Regions from separate parts of the Zea mays genome. Here region 2 is linked to region 1. A link is a contact called in public Hi-C data. All regions are on one chromosome and are shown on one strand. Each heading gives the region's core, a stretch centred on a gene start, on an enhancer-like site or on the middle of the called end of the contact. The rest is flanking DNA. Distances are from core to core; before and after follow the strand shown. Region 1 has its middle 58 kb from the start of LOC100281162. Region 2 has its middle 8.5 kb from the start of LOC103646855.

Region 1 (6,266 bases), core at 1,596-4,095:
TGGATCAAAACCAACCATGCTTGCAAAAGTGATGGTTCTTTTTTACTGACTAAAAATCATTGGTGTATTGCAGAAAAGTTGTTGTCTTTTCTTCAATTATTCTACGATTGTACTGTGGCTCTGTCTGGTGATTATTACCCTACTTCACCCTTAATGTTGCATCATATTCTAAAAATTGCTAGACATATTAATGCATATGAGAATCATGGACTGTTAAGAAATATTGTTGTTCAAATGAAATCAAAGTTTCTAAAATATTGGAGAGAAATACCTAGTCTCTTTGCATTTGATTTCATTCTTGATCCTAGAGCTAAGGTGAGAGGGTTTCATAAAGTTCTCTAGAGGTTATCTTCTCTAAATGGTACTGATTATAGTAGATATCCATCATCTATTCATACCAAACTAACTAAATTGTTTCAGATTTATGAAAATAAATTTGGTGGAGCTTGTTTGAGTACTCAACCAGTTCTATGTACTGGTTCTGGTAAGGCAACAGAGGCTTGGGATGATATATATGGTGATGATGAAACTTACAGTGTTGGTTCGGCTAGTGGTAGTGTATCTGGTGCTGGTGCAGCTACACTTGGTATGGGTAGTGTCGGTGTTTGGATCCCTGCACCTAATCAACCAGTCAAATAGCGCCACGTGCCCCAGACCCAGATGGTGATGCGAGTTGACACAAGCAGTTTATCCTAGTTTAGGCTACGAAAGGCCCTACTTTCAGCAGAGGGGGATGATGCTTATATTACTTGCACCAAATTGCTCGCAGTAGGGGTTACAAGCACAGTGGGAGAGGGGAGGACCCCAAGTCCTAGGAAGTGATTGAGGCAAGTGCCAATACCATGTGGAGGAGAAGACTGATGAAGTATTCACCCGCCGTGTGTCTTATGTCACTCCTAAAGTCGTGGACTATCCTTTTTATAGGCCCAGGGAGAGTTGCCTCGTAGACTGGAGCTGTCTACATACTGTGAAGGGGTGTCTTCATACCTTGTAGACAGTATGGGCTTGTACTTTGTCGTTGACTTGTGCTTGCTTGTTTTCTGTTGAGAGCCGAGGCCGAGGCGGAGGGCTCGGTCACGTACCCAAGCCCCCTGGCATGGGGTTGCCCATACCGTAGTGGTCGACACAGTGCCCGTCATGGGAAAAAGCATGTTGTGGGATGTGTCAGCTCCACTGTTTCTGATGACATTGGGAATGTCCTCTATCACAGATATCGAGGGAAGAACCGAGCTCGGACGAGGCGGAGGTCCGTCTGAGGTTGCGACCAAGCCTTGTCTTGAGATCTGATGACACGTGCCACAATCGACGGAGTGGCCTTCCACAGGATTCACGGGTGAGGCGGAGTTAGCCCCGAGGCTGAGTTCTGCGTTGGGCAAGGCAGAACTTGTGTCCGCGGTGTGGTCCGCATCCTGTCGTATTACGCATCCCATCAGGGGCTGTCAGATGGCGTGCGCACGCGTAATGATGTTGGTGAATCTTTTGACAAGACCGTGATCCTATTGAAAGATTCACCTGTGGCCCGGCGTGAGGTAGGTGTGCGCATTTAATGCGGTTGTCTCCCAACGGCCCTCGGGCATGCTTTGTCTTTATCGCCTGAGGCGGGCTCGGACGAGGCGGACATGGCTGCCCTAGGGTGAGGGAGCCTCTGCCGGGACAGAGATTCTCCCGAGCTTACTTCCTGTCCGAGATAGGGCTTGGGCGAGGCGGAGTTTTGGGAAGACCCTTGAGGGGGATCTCGGGCGAGGCGGAGTTTTGGTTCATTGTTCTCGGAGGACGTACCTTGACGGAGTCCTTAGGATTTTAAGCGCGTTTTAGTGGCGTAATCTGGGTACCCCTAATTATCGTACCCGACAGGTAGTTCATCTTCTCTATCGAGCTCTCTTCTTACCTTTATAGTGACAATGAGACTAAGTTTGGTCCAGATTTCAACATTCTTAGTTGGTTGTAGCGACATAATCAGACTTACCCAATTCTTTCTATACTTGCTAGAGATATTATGACTGTCCCTGTGTCTACTATATCTTCATAATCCACTTTCAGTCTACCTAGCAGGGTGCTCGAGGAGCGGCGACGACGGCTGACAATGGATATGGTGGAGGTGTTCTCATGCATAAAAGACTAGGAATAGGCTGACCAACACAAGCAACATACTGTGGAGAAGGAAACCAAGGAGCTTGAATCAGCTTTTGAAGTTATGTACCTAGAGCAACAAGTATCACCAGGGAGCAAGGGAATGGAGGGAGGATCTGCAATAAGTAGCATTAAGAAGGACAAGGCACTTGTTCCTGAACAAGTAGGGAGGAGGAAGGAACCATTACCAGAAAGTTGTAGAGCCAGACAAGCTTGAAATGCTTCTGGTTTTATATCTATTTATGTTGTTTTGTAATACCTATGGACATGGACTGTGAACTGGACTATGAACTTTATAAGGAGCTGGCTATACTCTTTTCCTTTCTTGGGTTTTCTCACGAGGTATGAGTTTTTACCTAAGAAGGTTTTTAATGAGGCAGCATTGCACTAAGGCTCGAAATTAATTATCTAATTGGCTAATTGTCTTGTTCTGTGATGGTTACTTGGCTTTTAAATGTTGAGATGACTGTCTTATGTAGTTATGTGTACAATGTAATTATGTGATTTATGTGTAAATGCCTTATGTGTACAATGAAATTCTGAGATGTCTTATGTGTATAATTATATGATTTTCCATGTCTTAAGTGTAATTCCGTGATTTATGTAATTCTGTGCATTTGGCTCTCTTTTGATGGCCCGGGCCCGGCACAACACTGCCGGGCTAACCGTGCTCCTGGCCCCGGCTCAACCCGCGAGATTGTTGACGTGCCAGGTCTAGGTAGCCAATGTAGCCTGTGCCAGCCCGGCCCAGCACAGTGGCATAGCCGTGCCATGCCTGTACATGGTGTAGTCGGTCCTGGTCGATGCGTATTGCGACTGGTATATGAGTTGCTGCTGTTGTGAGGTGACCATGGACACGACGACAGCTTCGTCCACAAAGTGAGTGGCCTCGATGGTAGTGGCTAAGGCAAAACTTTGGTCCCGAGTTCAATATCCAAAACTTCGGAAATACTATAGTTATGAAGGTATTGTACTATTTAAAACCGTAGTATGCAAAACCCAACCAAACACCCGATGGCTGATAATACCTCGGTTTTTCTCGGATACCACATTATTTTATCAGAACCGCAAAAAATATTTCGGTGTCAAACAGGCCCTAAGAAATGAAAAGAGGCTAAATATCGTTCGTTGACTCAAATAGATCATATCCTTGCTGTTATGGCTGATTGTCATCACCTAGATGGTTCAAAGTTCGTGTGATCATTAAGCGGCGGCTATTGGAGATGGCGTTTGTGCTCGTGCTCGATCTCATGGATGTTTTTGACACAGGGGTATTAGCATGTGTTGTTGCGCAACAGCTGGAGTTGGGTAGCAGGTCGCGCTCTTACCATGCATGAGACTTGTCACTTTTGGTACTAGCTGCCTGTATTTCCATCGTTACTAGCTAGCTTGTGCCTTTTCTGTTTATTGGAGCTAGCCTGCTGGTGGCTTAATTAGACGACAATCAGTATGTAATTAAAGACACTTTTTTAATAAATTGCAACAACGGAGAAAGGGAGTTAATAATGATTGCCCTTTTGGAAACACAGTTGCCACAAAGTTGGATTTGACGTGGTAGGTAGGTACCAACAAGGCTAAAAAATTCGTTACAAGGTTCTTCTCAACCCGTACGCGGCGGATGGTACTGCTACTGCTACCGACCCACTGGACTGGTCTAATTTTGATTGAATACGGTAGACATGCTAGTGCATAGCATGCACGTTTTTCAACATGGTACATGAACTAGGTCATATAGTTGTTAATCTAGATGGTTTGCATATAGACGATATGTATAGTAGATTGGATCTAATTTTGTTTCGTTTATAGTATCATTGAGATAGATGAGGTAGTTATGGATATAGTCGTACAACTTATTTTTCCCTACCGGTTGGAATCACCATCAGGGCATAAGATCAATTCACTTTCCCTCTGACCACCCGCACAATTTGCCAACCAACTAGAGTGTGTGTATCTTTCGGGTCGCGAAAGGGCTTGATTAATTATAAAGTTGCATGCGCGTGCGTTTGGTATAGCCAAGGACAAATAAGTCGCACATTATGTACTAGATTTGGTGTTTGAATAGAATAGTACGTGAGCACCACTTGCATTGTCATCGTGGAGACACCATTCGTCGTCTAGTAGCTAAATCATACTTACATTCTCCACCGTAGAGTCGTGAATACCATATTCAAGAAGTAATCAAGATCCATAAGAACGCTTATAGTCCTTTAGGTAAAAGCCCATTAGTAAGGGTCCATAATAGGCTGACATGCTTAAGAGATCATCGTATAGCTGCTGCCTCTCTTTCTAGGATTACGCGCGCACACCGGTATCACAACATTTCATCCCCCACACATATGGATACCTTGGATACGTTGTTTTGTTGCGGCGTTAATCTACAACGAACTTGAGCATGACAGATGAACACGAGGACGTTCAGCTACTTCCACTACATCGACGTATTCTTCCGCGACACTGCACGCCTAGTAATAACAACCCATAATTGTCTACTCGTATGCTATCTTGGCTCAACGTGGTAGATATGCTAGTATGTAGCATATACGTTTTTCCAATAGTGGTATCGAAGTTAGGTCATGCATAATTGTTTATCTAGATGATTTGTATATAGGTGATATGTATAGTAGATTGGATCTAGTTTTACTTTAGTTATAACATGGATTGAGATAGATGAGGTAGGTATCAGTATAGTCGCATAATTTCTTTGCCCCTACCAGCTAGAATCACCATCGATATATAAGATCAGTTCGTTTTCCCTCTTTACTACTCACACAACTTGCCACTACCGACTAGAATCACCAACTAGGCTAACAGTGTGTATCTTTTAGGTTGGAAAAGACAACAAATTCAAGTTGGACGTACTGTTATCATTCTACCTCATGCGATTGTCAATATGATTGACAAAGAAAATAGAGGCAATTGGAATATCTAAAAATCAACTTGATTTGATCAGTATGATGAGATTTTCATAGCGATTTCTTTGGTTTGACCACTATATGTCATTGTAGGGAAGACGATTGCAAAATATGCAGTGGAAGAATATTTTGTTAAATCGTTTCATGAAAGCTTAAAGTAAATATAGTGCTAAACCTTGCTTTTTATTTTGTTGTAGTGATGACACCTAATTCTCCTACTGGTTTTAATTTCTGACTGATTCTTGACAAAGAAAAACTCACTAGAACAAATTGAAATGATTAGTATTGTAACTTGAGAGTTATTCTCTACAAAAAAATAAGGAGTATGTTCTTAAGACTCTGTATCTTGATGAGCCAATGGAGAATGCAAGTGATGCTGACCGAAGTGGTTATGAGATGCACACGAATAACTCCTTAGATGTTAGTTGCCTCAAGCTGTGATACCCAATTTTCTGAAAAGAAGTTAAATTTCTTTTCCCTCCTCTTTCGTGCTCTGTGCCATTGGGGTTTGGAGTTCTAGGAGGTGCATATCTCAGAGAAACGGTAGATTTTTGGCATTCTTTCGCTGGGGCCGAGAGCTTAGAGGAGAGTTTGGGTTGTGGGCCGTTGATTTCGCATCCTATGGATTGGAGGCCCCCTCTCCTCTCTAACTCTAACCGCCCCTCTCACCCCCACTCCCTTGTAGCCCCCACTCCCTTGCAGCCGACCCCCTATCTCCCATCTTCTCCATCTCTTTGCAGCCGACCATCTCTTCCTCTCCCTCTCCCACTCATTTGCAGCCGCCGCCCCCTCCTCCCCATCAAACCCTAGCCGTCCTCACCATTTCCTCCTCTCCAAGGTGTAGCCACCTCTTCCCCCTTAGATCCGTCTTGAGTTGGTGCAAGTCTCCATTGGAAGTTTTGTGGGAGGAAGAAGAAAGGGGTGAAGGAGGAATTCAAGGTGATCTTGTGTTTTTATTTTGTAATTGTGCTGCAATTTCTTTTAGTTATCCATTCTCCTAGGCGAATTGGTAGTGGTGCTGTCCTGATTTTTGGTGGCGGGCGGACATCAGTAGTGTTGGCAGTTTCTGAGATTTTTGCGGGGACGATTAGCTGTAATCACTATGAAATTCATGTAGAGATTTATCATATCTTTCCATAGATTACTTATGCGTTCAATTCGATGTAATGTTCTAGAAGATATCACATTTTGAACTCAGCTAGGTTGCTGTCCAAAAAACAGAAT
Region 2 (6,699 bases), core at 2,608-5,107, 390 kb after region 1:
CCCATTTGTCAGTGTGTGAGGACGGCTGGAGTCGACAGGGTCGGCTTGTACAGGCGAGTGGGCTGGCGAGGGAAAGGAGGTAGTTGAGCCGCCAGTCGCGCGGTTAACTGGGCCAAGGTTGGCCCAAACGCAGGTACCCATTTTTTTTTCTTTTTTTATTTTTGGTTTCTCATTTCTAGATTCAAATTCAATTCAAATCTGGTTTTGACTTTTGCAATCACACATCGATGCACAACAAAAAGAACTCAGCATGAATGCAATCCATAATTTTGTTTTACTTATTTATTATTCTTATCTCTTAAAAAAATGCTTCAAACGTATAATAAATTCACCTCATTAAATAATTAAATTTCTTCTTCATTTAATTTCTAATTTAATTTTTTAACTTAAACTTGTCTCGCGAATTTAAACACTAATGCACAAATACAAGAACCCCCAGCATGAAATGCATATTTATGTATTTATTTATTTGTTATTTGAGTGTTTTACTTTCCTTAAGCGAGTATGCACAAAGTAAAGGAAATCAAATAATTTCCCAAAACACTTTTATAAATACATGTATTTATTTATTTTATTATTTTTACTTTATACAAATTTTAGGGCTTTACAAATCCTACCCCCTTAACAGAAATCTTGTCCTCGAGATTTGCAAGAAAAGGGATATAAAAGAATTGGTTTGTGATTTTAGCCTTTAATTTCTAATTGGTTAAAAAACAGAGTCTCGCATTTTTTTAGTCCATAGTGGGTGATTAGGAGAGCATGGGTATATGTAGGCATAGTCACTTCATTAGGTTGGATAAAAGATGTGTTTTAAAGCATAGATAGGTTTGGGTAATAAAGAGTACGATAAGGAAAGGCTCCATCCAATCTTGTGGATCTTGATTCCTTTGGAAGTATGGCTTGACTCTTATTATTACTCAACGAGTTTGATCTCCTTCTTCTTGAGTCTTGATGTCTTTATCCAGGTTAGGGATAAGAGGTTAGGATAGATTTGTAGGCAACAACTTAGTAGGTAGTGTAGTTGGTTTAGTAGGTAGCTATAAGTTGAATGAGATTGGTCAGAATCTAGTTTAGTTGTTTGCTACTAGATTGGTTGGATAGGTTATGTAACCTATTATGTAGGTCAAGTTGTTGGGTATGGCCGAGTTGATTTAAGGCACTAACTTAGGCCAAAACATGTTTATAGGGTCTAATCTATTTCACCAGTATTAATTAACATATTTATGTCACTCACTTTAGATTAGACCATATTAGGTGAAATGGGATCTAGATTAGATTGCTATAACTAGTTCAGACTAGATAAAATCTAATAAAATTAGATTAGATCATAGTTGTTACACTAGGAGGGAATAAGCAAAGTGGTTAGGATAAGATAAGATAAGATAGAATCTTTAAAGATGAGATGAATCTATTAAGCTAGATATATTTTAATGGGGAATATTCTTAGTTGGTCTTGTTAGCTTATAAACATTTTTTTACCGACATATATATGCAGATGCAATTGTGGACATTACTCCACAACTCATCACACTCAACCAAAGAACCAAATCAAGCAGTTATCATAAGAACAAACATTCAAGTACATAGATATCTATAAAATAGTTTTGTTTCTGTTCCTAAGATTAGGTCTCCTATTCCTAAAGGTCACTTTAGTTTCAGGATTTCAAAGTGTGAAATCCACTTTTGTCTTTAGAAAAGAAAAGGTAAGAATAATCAGAGTAAAGCGGAAATAGATGAGAAAAGATTAAGAAAAGTTTAGAAAGAGTCAGAGTAGTAGAGGTAAATAAATATTGGTTGTCCAATTCTATCTAGGTTTCGTCCTACAGTCAACATTCCCTCTGATACCACTTTTGTCACACCCGGGTTTCTGGGGTCCAAAACCCAGGCGCGAAATAAACACCAAGTGTGCTGGGACCAAGTCTCATACATATGATGAGTACTGGTACAGAAACGAATATCACATCTTTACTACATAATAGAGGTTATGTACAAACTAAATAAATAATTACATCATATGAAGACACGATCCAGCAACCCAAAGTTGACTGGGAGACGACGGCCTAGACCTCTCACGAATTCATCACAGCATCCTCCATGTGCCTCATCCTACGGTACATGTTCTTGACCTGTGAGGCTGTGAGACAGCAAGAGTGAGCTCACATACGTTTATCGCTCAACAAGTTGTGGGGAATAATGTACATGAACTCGCCAAAGGTGGGAGCTAATGTGAAGTGTAAGGCTTACCAAAGAGGATGGTTGAAGCTGAGCATTACTTTTAAAGTTGGTCAAAATTTTATTAGCAATTACTAAGTATAAGTAAATACCAACCCAATTAAGTAGTAGAACAAAAGTAATAACAACACCCGCAATGCAATGCATATGACAAATTGAATTTAGTTCCATAAATTAGTTGCTCATGACCGTGAGCACGGCTAGTATAACAGTTTTACACTCTGCAGAGGTTGCACATCTTTACCCACAAGTCATGTTGCCCATCTGCCAAGAGACTGCCAATCCCAAACACCTCTACCGAGGAGGCGAGGCAGGGTAACACTACGAGGCCTTTACAAAGTTCCACTAGCTTCAGAAAATTCGCTACAGTTTATAGGAAGCTCCAATGCAGGGACCCTCGTCTGACCGCCATCGCAGCAAAATCAACTCAAGGACCTCCCTACACTGACTACTCCCCTACCGCCCTTGCCCCTTTCGGGTAAGGTAGTCCTCCACTAGCTTTCCAAATTAGTCAGCCAAGGGCGTCCCATACCACCCTTGTGGTAGCACTGTTTTCTCGAGTGGTCTCCATGTTCTAATTAACATAATGATCTTAACATGAATAGTAAATAACAACTGATAAAAGTATAATCATGAATAATATGTATCTCTATATCCAAAACCACATAAAGCAATAGTAGGTACTACCCAAAAATTCAGTGGTAAACAAGGTATAAAGATAGTCAAAATAGGGTAATCTATTGGGTCCCATCAAAATTAACCTATGCAGATCATTATGATTAATCAGAACATGGCTGGGTAAAAAGAAGTGATCAAGGGCACAACTTTCCTAGGACTTGAGATTCCAGGTACCAATTTGCTCTTCAGGTGACTCGTGACCTCACTACTAAACGTAGCAATACAAACAAACATGGTATACACAAAATTAACATCACACCAAACGTAAGAGTAAACTGCGTAATAATATTCTACGCGTCGTAACGAGATCGTGGGTTCGAGAACTAGTAAGATCGGAGTTACAGTTAAGAAGATATGGTTTTACCGGGTTCGAAGTGATTAATCAATAAAACTATATATTATGGTGATTAAGATAAATCATGTGAGAAAGGATGTAACTAACTCAACTTTTAATCTTAGTTACAACAAAATCATATTCTAGTAGATGATCATAATTAAAATCCTATATTAACTCAGATTAAACATGTTAATTCAATAACCATAGGTTGGACAAATTAATTAATTATTTTCGAGAACATGTTACATGGTAAAATAATGTTATTGTGGTGTAGGCAATATTAATACGAGTCCAACGCAATTTGAACGGGTCGAATTGGAGTAGAAACGGAGAGGATATGAATTTCCTAAGATTTTATACTTATTTTTACACTATAAGCCATTTTCTAGATCTATTTAATGTTTTCTGGACTGGTATTACTATTTCCAGGAGGACAGGGTTCGTTTTATAAAATTTTGGGACTCAGTTCTAAGTGTTTCCCCCCGATGCGGATGGCGGGTTGAATAACATAAACTTCAGGGTCTCTTTAGTAAGTTCACCACGGTCGAAGGGGTACGCTTCGACCAGAACCGTCCAATCCATCACCCACGCACCAGATTAAAAGCTCATTACATCGATTCGGTGCATAACGCAGAGCCTTGGATCTAGATCCAACGGCCAAAACACCCCCATCTCCCAGACCCAACCAGATCCGCTAGATTCCAGACTGGTGGTTTGGATTTAATATGACGAAGGGTTATCCTAGGATCTAATCAGGGTCGTCCAATTCAGATCTTGCGGCCACGGCATCGTCTTCTTCCGTTTCCGGCCGAAGGCACCAGCGGCCAAAGGCTAGCCACGACGGCGCCATGGCCGGTGAGGCCATGCCGAGCCACAGGTCCACGGATTCGATGTCTATTACTGCTACAACACGCGGAGAACATGAAGAGCATGAGGGAGCATGACATACTGGTGTCTGGCACGTGGATTATTCCTCCCCGCGGCGCACAGGTGCACGGCCAACAACACCAGATCATCGGCAAGCAAACGTCCGGCAAACCAGGCCTTTCCATGCCTGTCACTGCCACTACCATGGTCAGGACGCACATGTGATTCGCCCCAGTCACCACCTGCCATCAGATCGGCCGAGCGGACCAGAAGCATTGACGGCTCCAAGAGCATCCATGGCGATACCTGGCCAATCCCTCAACATGAGCCGGTGCTCACTTTCTGCATGGCGACAGCAGTAATTTCCTTGTGATGGATTCAGCTCGGAGCGCAGGGTCTTCGGCCAGCTTGAGATCCTTGGTGGCGCTCTATATCTCTCTTTCTCTCTCCTCCGTTGACGCACGCCTGACGTCTGGCAACGCGCCGATGGCGAATTGATGGACAGCCCCCCGGTGGTGAACACTGTAGCTTCTCTCTCGGTAGCGGGCTTGGGATTGGCCAAGGGTGCTGTGGTCTATACTTATAAACGAAACAATAAGGCACCAGGATGCACGGCTGGCAGACCGGTTGTTAAGGAAAGTAGCGAAAAATCCCAACAAACCTGGTGAGGGAGATGATTCTGGCACCGCGGTCCCACTTGCCAGAGTGCTGGAGACGAGATACCGGCAGCATAACTGGATGCCCCAAGGGTCCCGTTTGTCAGTGTGTGAGGACGGCTGGAGTCGACAGGGATCGGCTTGTACGGGCGAGTGGGCTGGCAAGGGAAAGGAGGTAGTTGAGCCGCCAGTCGCGCGGTTAACTAGGCCAAAGTTGGCCCAAACGCAGGTACCCATTTTTTTTATTTATTTTTGGTTTCTCATTTCTAGATTCAAATTCAATTCAAATCTGTTTTGACTTTTGCACTCACACATCGATGCACAACAAAAAGAACTCAGCATGAATGCAATCCATAATTTTGTTTTACTTATTTATTATTCTTATCTCTTAAAATGCTTCAATCGTATAATAAATTCACCTCATTAAATAATTAAATTTCTTCTTCATTTAATTTCTAATTTATTTTTTTAACTTAAACTTGTCTCGCGAATTTAAACACTAATGCACAAATACAAGAACCCCCAGCATGAAATGCATATTTATGTATTTATTTATTTGTTATTTGACTGTTTTACTTCCCTTAAGCGAGTATGCACAAAGTAAAGGAAATCAAATAATTTCCCAAAACACTTTTATAAATACATGTATTTATTTTATTATTTTTACTTTATACAAATTTTAGGGCTTTACATTAAAATAGATTGCATTGGAAACACAAACAATAGTTTCCTATTTAGAAACCTTTAAGATTTAATTGTTACAATCCTTTGTATATCCCTTAGTTGTAGGCCTTTTGCTTGATTCCCACAAAGGTTAATCCTTATTCCCAACAACACAAGTTCTTGCTAGAGATGAATATGAAGTTAGTGATATAACAACTCAATTCATCTTTGGGTCAATCTTAAAGGATAGACAATGTAAGATCGATAGCTTGAGATAAGAATTGAGTTAAACTGCTCAAGCACTCCCAAAGCTTCATATCATCTCTGGGTACCTGCAAAACTTATTAAGTACATTTTGGTACCCATTTTTGGATGGGTCCACCAAGGTTAGCTAATAAATACTTAGGCACCCAAATGGCCTTTGTGCTAGTTTTAGGTGAACTAATTACCTTTCTAGCACAAGTGTCATTTTTGGGTCTCCTAAGCGAATATGAATGAATTGACATGGTAGGCTTAGGATACTTTCTCATGGGACAATCCTTGCAAAGGTGTTTCTTTCTTCGGCAAGTGTAGCAAATATGATTTTTAATTTTGCAAGACTCCTTGCCTTGCTTCTTGTTTGCTACATGGTTAGTGAGCCTATTTCTTTCTAAAGTTAAGCCACTATCTTTTATGTAAGGATATGACTTAATCTCATGTCCCTTCTCATGACATTGATAACACTTTCTAGTGCATCTTCTTTTATTTGGAAGAGTGGCTTGTTTGTTACCTTGTGTGGAGCATGTGGAGGCGTGGTTGAGGCACTTGTCATGAGCTTTGGCTTTCTTCTCTTGATGTTTGCTCATTCCTTTCTTGGGGAACTTAGCATTCTTTTGAAGAGGGTTTGTGCATGCTACGGTTGTCCCCTTCTCAAGCTTCTTGACCATGTTATCACGGTTATCGTGAGAAGGTTGAGCATGACACTTTCCCTTCAAAAGAGTTAAGCACCTTCTTAGCCTTCCAACTTCTTCCTTGAGCTCTTTATTTTCTTGTGTGATAGAAATATCACTAATTCCTGAAATTTTTAGCTCAATGGAAGATTGGCTTGCTTGATAACAACAATTGTTAGCACATGGTAATATAGTTTTAATTTCAACACATGTGCACATGTGAGGTTGGTATGATTTCAAATTAGTTAACATAACCTCATGAGCCATTTCTAACATGATATGTGAATCCATAAATTTATTATGAGAGCACACAAACATATCATGTTTTTCTTGCAAA

What was found. A called contact is a pair of places that touch in the nucleus more often than the background predicts.
Region 2: a contact with region 1 is called in a Hi-C map of ear, with 3 times the contacts expected there. The contact joins two enhancer-like sites. A contact is called at or near these places in 2 of 25 Hi-C or Micro-C datasets (ear and leaf).

What each region holds. Positions count from the first base shown.
Region 1 is chr2:112,819,711-112,825,976 of Zm-B73-REFERENCE-NAM-5.0, forward strand. No RefSeq gene overlaps it. Among protein-coding and RNA genes, the nearest start is that of LOC100281162, 58 kb to the left of the region's middle. Within about 2 kb of position 2,846, at least 14 of the 20 cell types and tissues checked have an H3K27ac peak or open chromatin away from gene starts, as enhancers often do. A contact at or near this core is called in ear and leaf, where this site is marked.
Region 2 is chr2:113,209,369-113,216,067 of Zm-B73-REFERENCE-NAM-5.0, forward strand. No RefSeq gene overlaps it. Among protein-coding and RNA genes, the nearest start is that of LOC103646855, 8.5 kb to the right of the region's middle. Within about 2 kb of position 3,858, at least 16 of the 20 cell types and tissues checked have an H3K27ac peak or open chromatin away from gene starts, as enhancers often do. A contact at or near this core is called in ear and leaf, where this site is marked.